Regions from separate parts of the Sus scrofa genome. Here region 2 is linked to region 1. A link is a contact called in public HiChIP or PLAC-seq data. All regions are on one chromosome and are shown on one strand. The core of a region is the stretch at or near the end of the contact, and the rest is flanking DNA. Distances in the headings are between cores, read along the strand shown. Region 1 overlaps AHCYL1 (adenosylhomocysteinase like 1). Region 2 overlaps GNAI3 (G protein subunit alpha i3).

What was found. HiChIP or PLAC-seq counts read pairs in DNA pulled down with a chosen protein or histone mark.
Region 2: a contact with region 1 is called in an H3K27ac HiChIP or PLAC-seq map of alveolar macrophages. The contact joins two enhancer-like sites. A contact is called at or near these places in 2 of 2 datasets of contacts at active chromatin or transcription factors (alveolar macrophages and skeletal muscle).

The regions. Positions count from the first base shown.
Region 1 is chr4:110,102,112-110,105,704 of Sscrofa11.1, forward strand. It overlaps AHCYL1 (adenosylhomocysteinase like 1), which reads right to left. Exons shown (of 17, transcript NM_001201381.1): 3 at 2,465-2,608; 4 at 1,363-1,463; 5 at 828-930. Among named protein-coding and RNA genes, the nearest start is that of STRIP1, 23 kb to the left of the region's middle. Within about 2 kb of position 2,135, at least 22 of the 83 cell types and tissues checked have an H3K27ac peak or open chromatin away from gene starts, as enhancers often do. A contact at or near this core is called in alveolar macrophages, where this site is marked.
Region 2 is chr4:110,548,553-110,552,098 of Sscrofa11.1, forward strand. It overlaps GNAI3 (G protein subunit alpha i3), which reads right to left. Exons shown (of 8, transcript NM_001123117.1): 2 at 1,810-1,852; 3 at 1,553-1,694. Among named protein-coding and RNA genes, the nearest start is that of GNAI3, 29 kb to the right of the region's middle. Within about 2 kb of position 1,494, at least 2 of the 83 cell types and tissues checked have an H3K27ac peak or open chromatin away from gene starts, as enhancers often do. A contact at or near this core is called in alveolar macrophages, where this site is marked.

The DNA.
Region 1 (3,593 bases), core at 885-3,384:
ATTACTTATATTAGCAAGTACCCTACAGTTTCAACAGTAGGACAACAGTGAAGTGGAATCACACGGCCATAAATGATGTTGTCGAGGTCTGCAGTGACATGGAAACTACTTCTGAAAATGTTCTATTAGGTTATACAACTACATATATTACTGAGATTTGTTTCATCTCTGTAAAAAGTAAATAGAAGAAAGGAAAAATATGTCAAATATTATCTCTGTGTAGCAGGATTATGGGGTTTTTTGGGGATCCTCTTACATTTTCTGCAATAAACATCAGAAAAGAGTAAATAAGAAAAACAAAAGTATTATAGAGTTGCTTTCTGAGGATCATAGGAAAAGGGGAGAACCTTCCTAGTGATTTTCCTTTGAACATTTGAATAATAAAAACTGTTTTATGTTTAATTGAACTCGTAAGTAGTTCATATATTTTTAATGCAGTACTGAATACCAAATTTTATAATGAATGAGGAAACAGAAGATACTTCTTGGGTTCTCTCAAAAGTGATGAGATTTTTGTGAAAAGACACCAACTGAGCGCACACTTACATAACTCACTCAGCTTAAAGTTCTTTCTCATTCATTTAACATTAGAATTGGGCATTTTCCTATGTATCAGATTCTTTTCAAAGATCATTTTAAATGACTATATAATCTTTCACTATGGATATAGACCTTTATTATCCATTTCCTTCCTGCTGACATTTTTATTATCCTCCACATTTTATAGCCCCTAGACATATATGACACTGTGAAGATAATCTTGATATGTAAAAATTATGTTTAGATAATAATTCTGAGGCAAAATTGGTGAAATAAACTGAACTTACCAGCCTCAGCCAGTGCTGCAGCCACTTCATTCTGAGTGGAGTAGATGTTGCAAGCAGACCAGCGGCACTGAGCCCCCAGGGCACAGAGTGTCTCAATCAACACCTATGTAGTGGTATAGGAGGACAGGGTGAGAAAGAGAAGGGCCAGAGAAGAGTCGTAATTGAGAGACTAATACCCAGCAACTCGGCAGCAACACAAGTTGCTACACTGGAAGTTACAAAAGGGTATAACCCACTAGTTAGCACAGTGGAATCTAACTTTACCCAAAAGATGTGACCCCCAAAGTCTTAATAACATTTTTATAACAATCATATTTTTGCAAATCTCCCTAAGGTTTGTTAAAAGGTTACACCTATACAAACAAAGTAGGAAACCTCAGTACTGTGTAATTGAGAGGTTCTCTCTAGTAGTTAGCATTTGGAGGTTAGGTAAATAGGGAAGCAAAAACAAGTTAGAAGAAAGAAAAAAGAAAAAAGAAAAGGTCCCTCTTCCTTGCCAATCAGAAGTCCATCACTTTTCTCCCAAAAAACTCACCGCTGTCTGGGCTGTGATGTGTGTACAGCCCACTATTTTAGCACCAGCCAAGGGCTTCTCCCCCTGAGCACGTTTCCTGAGTGAAATCAGAGCAGACATGTCTGTGAAAGAACAGAGGATTTGAGCTAGGTCTGCACTAGCAATATCATTAATTCCTGCCCCAGCAACATCTAGGGCTGGTCTGGATCTGTTGAGATACGGAGGAAAAACTCTAAGCATATTTATTTGATGCCTGGTAGCTTCAACTGCCGAACAGTGGGGAGTTGTCATCTAAGCACTTGAAATTTCTCTCATCCTCACTATTCTAGCCTTATATGTAGAGGGCTTATATGGAGTCAAATTCTCAGGTGATCACAATGGAGGGTGAGAGTTACTCTTCATTTGGGAGAAGAGGGAAGTAGTTATTGGCTAATGGACTCCCACGTATTACAATCTTCAGAGCAGGAGCAGAGACTTTACTTCAGCAGAAACCACTTGCTTCTGTTTTTCCATGCTCTCTAATCCTATTCTGTCAGTCTGTCTGATTTCTACACATCCTGCCAGTAGAGAAGGTGCCTTCAGTGTGAAAGCGACAAAAGAGTAAAGAGACCTTATTGGGACGGGGGCTGGGTAAAGAAATCAAGATTTAACTGTCAGTCATTTTCACTCTTGCTCCAGCAGAGGGTGCTCAGGATCAAAGACCAAATAAGACCCTAGGTCACCACTTCCTTAGCTGAAAACCCTCCCCAGTTTGCTGCTTCTGGGAAATCTGGGTCTCTACCATTGGCAGCTATGGCAAGATCCTGCAGAACTAACCACCATGTGGCATCTAGGACTTGCTGACTCCGCACGTAGATCTGTGAATATGGAGTCGGGGGAAAGGAAAAGAGAAACTACTCTGTAATTATTACACGCCGAGAACGGGAAGCAGGGAGAACAAGAATAAGAACAGGAACAAGAATCCTGAGGCTCAAGCTCCATACAGGGAGAGCTGTTTATATAAAAGCCCAGGATACTTTCAAACTCAAAAGTTCCCCAGGAGACTTTCAAGCCTTAAGTTTTCATGGATCCTGATGACCAGCAAGTGGGTTGCTTCTGGTCCCTACCCAGTCCCTTTCTTTACCTTGTTCTGCAATCTCAATCTCCCGGCGTCCAAATTCTGCCTGCTTGATGTTCTTCACACAGAAATTGCTGCTGCCCTTGGAGTTGGTTTGCTGCTTTTCTCGGGGGGAAACCTCATCATCAGAGCTATCTGTGTAGGATGCAGCTAGAGCCAGGAAAGAAAGAAATGAGGAAAGAAAAACTTGAATGGCCCCAACTCCACAGGGTGCAGTCCCTAAGGGACTGTCATTTAAGTTAGGTGACACTCAGTTGGAGCCACCTTTTAAGTCACGCTCCATTCTACTCCTCCAGGGTCTTCTAAGAGATGGTATGAATGAAACTATTGTAGATCTTTCAGTGTTGTGGCCCTTTTATCCACCCTGATGACACCTTGCCATGAGTGCCTGTGATAGGGAGCTACTGATTCCAAACCTGCATCAGCTCAAGTGAATCCCTCAAAATAGGGACACTTAGTCTCAACCTGGGTTGGAACCAGACATGGCAAAAATGGAAGAGTAATTTAGGGCATATAAGGAATGCTATTTATATCAATGGTTCTCAAACTTAAAATTCTAAAGCATTCATGAGAATCACATGGAAGGTGTGTCGAACCATAGATGGCTAGGCCCCACTGCCAGAAAGTCCCATTCGGCAGGGCTCAGGTAGGACCCAAGATTGAGCATTTCTAACAAGTTCCTACGTGTTGCCGACGCTGCTGTTGAGAGGACCGTACTTTGAGAACATTAATAGAAAAGGATAAAAGCAATGAAATAATCTCATAAAATCTTATAAAGGGATTTTATACTGGTTGTGCTAAGAAACATAAAGAGAATGACACAAAAAGTGAGCAGTTCTGGTTATACTGCCGACTTTGAGAACACACAAGATATTCAACTTAAAAAAGCAGCTTCACAAAAAGTTAAAAATGTCCTTTCAGATGGATATACAGGAAAATACACAACAATCAGCCCTTACCTCTCAAATAACCTCTTTTCTAGCAGAATATTTTTCTGATTGCCGTCTCTGCCAGTGTGTCAGATCTCTGGCTGACTTCTATGTACACGTCCTCTTTCTTTCCAACTACCACAAATACTCCTGAAGGTTATCGACCCCATGAGGACAATTTAACTTTATTGTCCTTTAACTTTTCA
Region 2 (3,546 bases), core at 244-2,743, 450 kb after region 1:
GACCAGTTATTGCATAGAGCAAATAAGTGATACAAAGAAATGAAAAAATAAAGAAAGAACACAAGAGCAAGCTGATAGGGGCGGGGGGGGGGGGGGGCGAAGCAGGTGAGAGAAGGGAGAGAAGGTATAGAAAGAAATAAGATAGAAATAAAGACTGGAGTTCCCTCATGGCTCAGCAGTTAACAAATCCAACTAGAATCCATGAGGATGCAGGTTTGATCCCTGGCCTCGCTCAGTGGGTTAAGGATGTGATGTTGCCATGAGCTGTTGTGTAGGTTGCAGATGCAGGTCAGATCCTGCGTTGCTGTGGCTGTGGTATAGGCTGGAGCTGCAGCTCCGATTTGACCCCTAGCCTGGGAACTTCCACATGCCTTGGGTGCGGCCCTAAAAAAAAGAAAGGAAAAAAAAAGGCAGTTTATCCTCTTGCCTTAGCCATCACATATTCCCTGCTCAGAGGCTTAGAAAAATCAAGTCTCTAATTTTTGTGATACGGAATCTTTTTATAAAAACATAGAAGTCACGTCTCACACACCCCTCTTCTGTTCTTGTTTTGCTCCTCTTCGCTCCAACATTTCACATTCCTTACTCTAGCTCCCCTTCCTTACGGCACCTCTAGGCTTCCTGGTCTAATTCCATCCAATTATAACCCTCCTTTTATTCTTCTTCCCTCCAACAATTTCCTCACTTCTTTACTGAATATCTGAGAAGTTGAGAGTTGCTTAGCAGAGTTCCTAAGCTACTTCACAGACACATAGGCTTTGCCTTTCCAGGGAGTCTCCCAAGTCACTTCCTTTCACTGCCCATAGCACCTAAGTATGACACTGAACATAGCTGATGATTACTTTAGTTCTAGGAAAGCATTCTATACATTCTCAGACTTCTCTTGGAATTTAGCTTATGATGACATAAAAGATCCCCTGCCTTCATTCTGGCCCTCTCCCCACTGCATCAAACATCCTAATTAACTAACTAGACCTTCAGGGCCCACCAAGTATTATAATCCGTCAACACAACTTCTGGATACCTGACATGCGCAAGAATTATACTAGGACATGGTATAATCTAATTCCATAGTCTATAGTTCAATGTAGTACAGGGATATACTATTCTTGAATACTGGAAAATTGCCTCTAAAATCGAGACTTAGTGTTTATGTTCTTACCAAGTTTATCCTAGGAGAATGATACTGGCCTTTAATCTCTCTGCACCTCAGAAAGCAGAGCCACATATCATGTCAACCTCTTTTAGATTATTTCAATTTACTGTCATTTACTATTATAGAAGTCAACAGTGCTATAAAAGAAGCAAGTGAATCAAACAGCTATCACAAAAACCTACAGTATGTCCACAGAATCCCATTTCCTAGACTCATCTTGTGGTAGTAATCTAATATTTCCTAAAGCAGATTTGCTAACACGTCTCAAATGAGCAAGCAGTACTTTGCTGCACCTTACCTTGTTGCTTAACTTCATTTCCCTAAAGCATGAAGCAAATTTTGCTTAACTGCATCTACTGAAAAAGAGTAAGTAAAGAGGAAATGAGAAACACTTACTGCTCTGGCAGCTTCCCCAAAGTCGATCTTTAGCCGTCCCATGGCTCTAATGATTGCAATGATGGACTGTATAGTATTGCTGTAGACAACCACTTTATATTGTTTACATTCTTCCTCTGAATAGCCATCCTCATGAATGATTCTTTAAAAAGAAGAAAACCACAAATCATTACCCTGGACCTAAAATGAAAAAATATTATGGACTTTTATGCATTATGAGGAAATACAGTCTTACAAAAGGCCATGTTCCAACTTACTTCATCTGTTTCACGATGGTGCTTTTACCAGATTCTCCAGCACCTGAAAGAAAAGAAAACCAGACTTTGAACTCCTCTGTAATCCAACTCAAAAGTATGAAATCAACATGAGTGATAATTCTAGATCAATGGAAATCACAGGTCCTAGAGAAAACTTTAGTGAGGTTTTCTATCTATCAGGAAAAACTACAGTTTCTTCCTTAGAGATTTTACTTTCTTTACACAACTCAGCAACCAAATATAATTCACCGAAAGTGTCCCACCATGCATGATATAGATACTGAACACAGGCAGAAATGAAATGATTATTTTTTTGGCTTATTCACTTTTATTAATTCTTCTGTCAACATCCATGGACCTGAGGAAAGCTTAATCCTCTCAGCCATGACACTAGAGTTCTGAACAGAAGTAAAGAGGTCTTGCCCCTCCTACCACTTTTCCACTGTATACCCCCCTCAAGACCACACGTCCCTCCTCAGCCAGCTGGAATCACCTTCATAACCACAAACATCAGATGCGCCCTCTGAACCCCTTGACATTCCACCTGCATTTCCCTAGTCAACGCCTTCTCCCACCTACCAAGGTGCCTATGTGACATCACCTCCTCTCGCACTTTACATTCCCCTTCCCACTTCCGACGCTCAGCTAATGATCCCACCTCCCTTACCAGAAAAAGAAAAGCACTCTGAAAAAGTTATCTCATTTTCCCATAACCAAACCCACACATCTATCAGCACCTCCATTAATCTCCTCTACCTCCAACAACGGATAAACTATCTCTGCCAAAGTCTCAGACTAACCCCTCCAACTGCGCAGTTATGCACCTCATTTTATCTACTCAAGGTCTCAGCTGCTGCAATTATCCCATGTCACTCAAATATCATCAAGTTTTTCTCTTCCCACTGGGTCACTCTCATGAGTATACATACTACTATCTTCCACCTGAAAATCCACACACACGCCCCACTTCTAACCTTTCCTTGACTCCACAAATCTTCCTCTGGATACCACTCCATTTCCTCTCTCCTCTTCATAGCAAACCCCCCTGAGCTATCTACACACTTGTTCTCCAATTCTGTACCCCCAATTCTCTTCTTAACCCACTCTAATCAAGTGTTCACACTCACTACTCTACACTTGCTACTCTACTGAACCCACTTCTCAAGGTCCTCAACAACTTCCATCTTAACAAATTCAACGGTCAATTCTCAGTCCTCATCTTACTCAAACTCTCAAGCAGAATTTGTCCAAGCTGATGACTTACCTTGAAATATTTTCTTCATGAGGCAAGCTCCTAGATCCCACATCTACTGGTTTGACTCCTACCCTACTCCTTCTCAGTATCTTCCCTCCTGTCTCTGAATTCTAAAGCCTGTATTCCTTCAGGGCTCCTTTCCTGGACCCTGGCCTCACTCAGTGGGTTAAGAATCTGGCATTGCCGTGAGCTGTGGTATAGGTTGCAGGCGGCTCAAATCCTGCATTGCTGTGGCTGCAGCATAGGTCAAAGGCTGCAGCTCTGATTCCAGCCCTAGTCTAGGAACTTCCACATGCCGTGGGTATGGTCCTAATAAAAAACCAAAAAGTAACCTTTTCTCTATCTACATTCATTCTCTAGGTCATCTCATCTAACCTCACGGTTTTAAACACACATATAAACCCACAGCAACAATTAACGTCTAGCAAATACTACAAAGCCAGACACTGTTCTAAATACTTTGCTTGTGTTAACTCATTTAA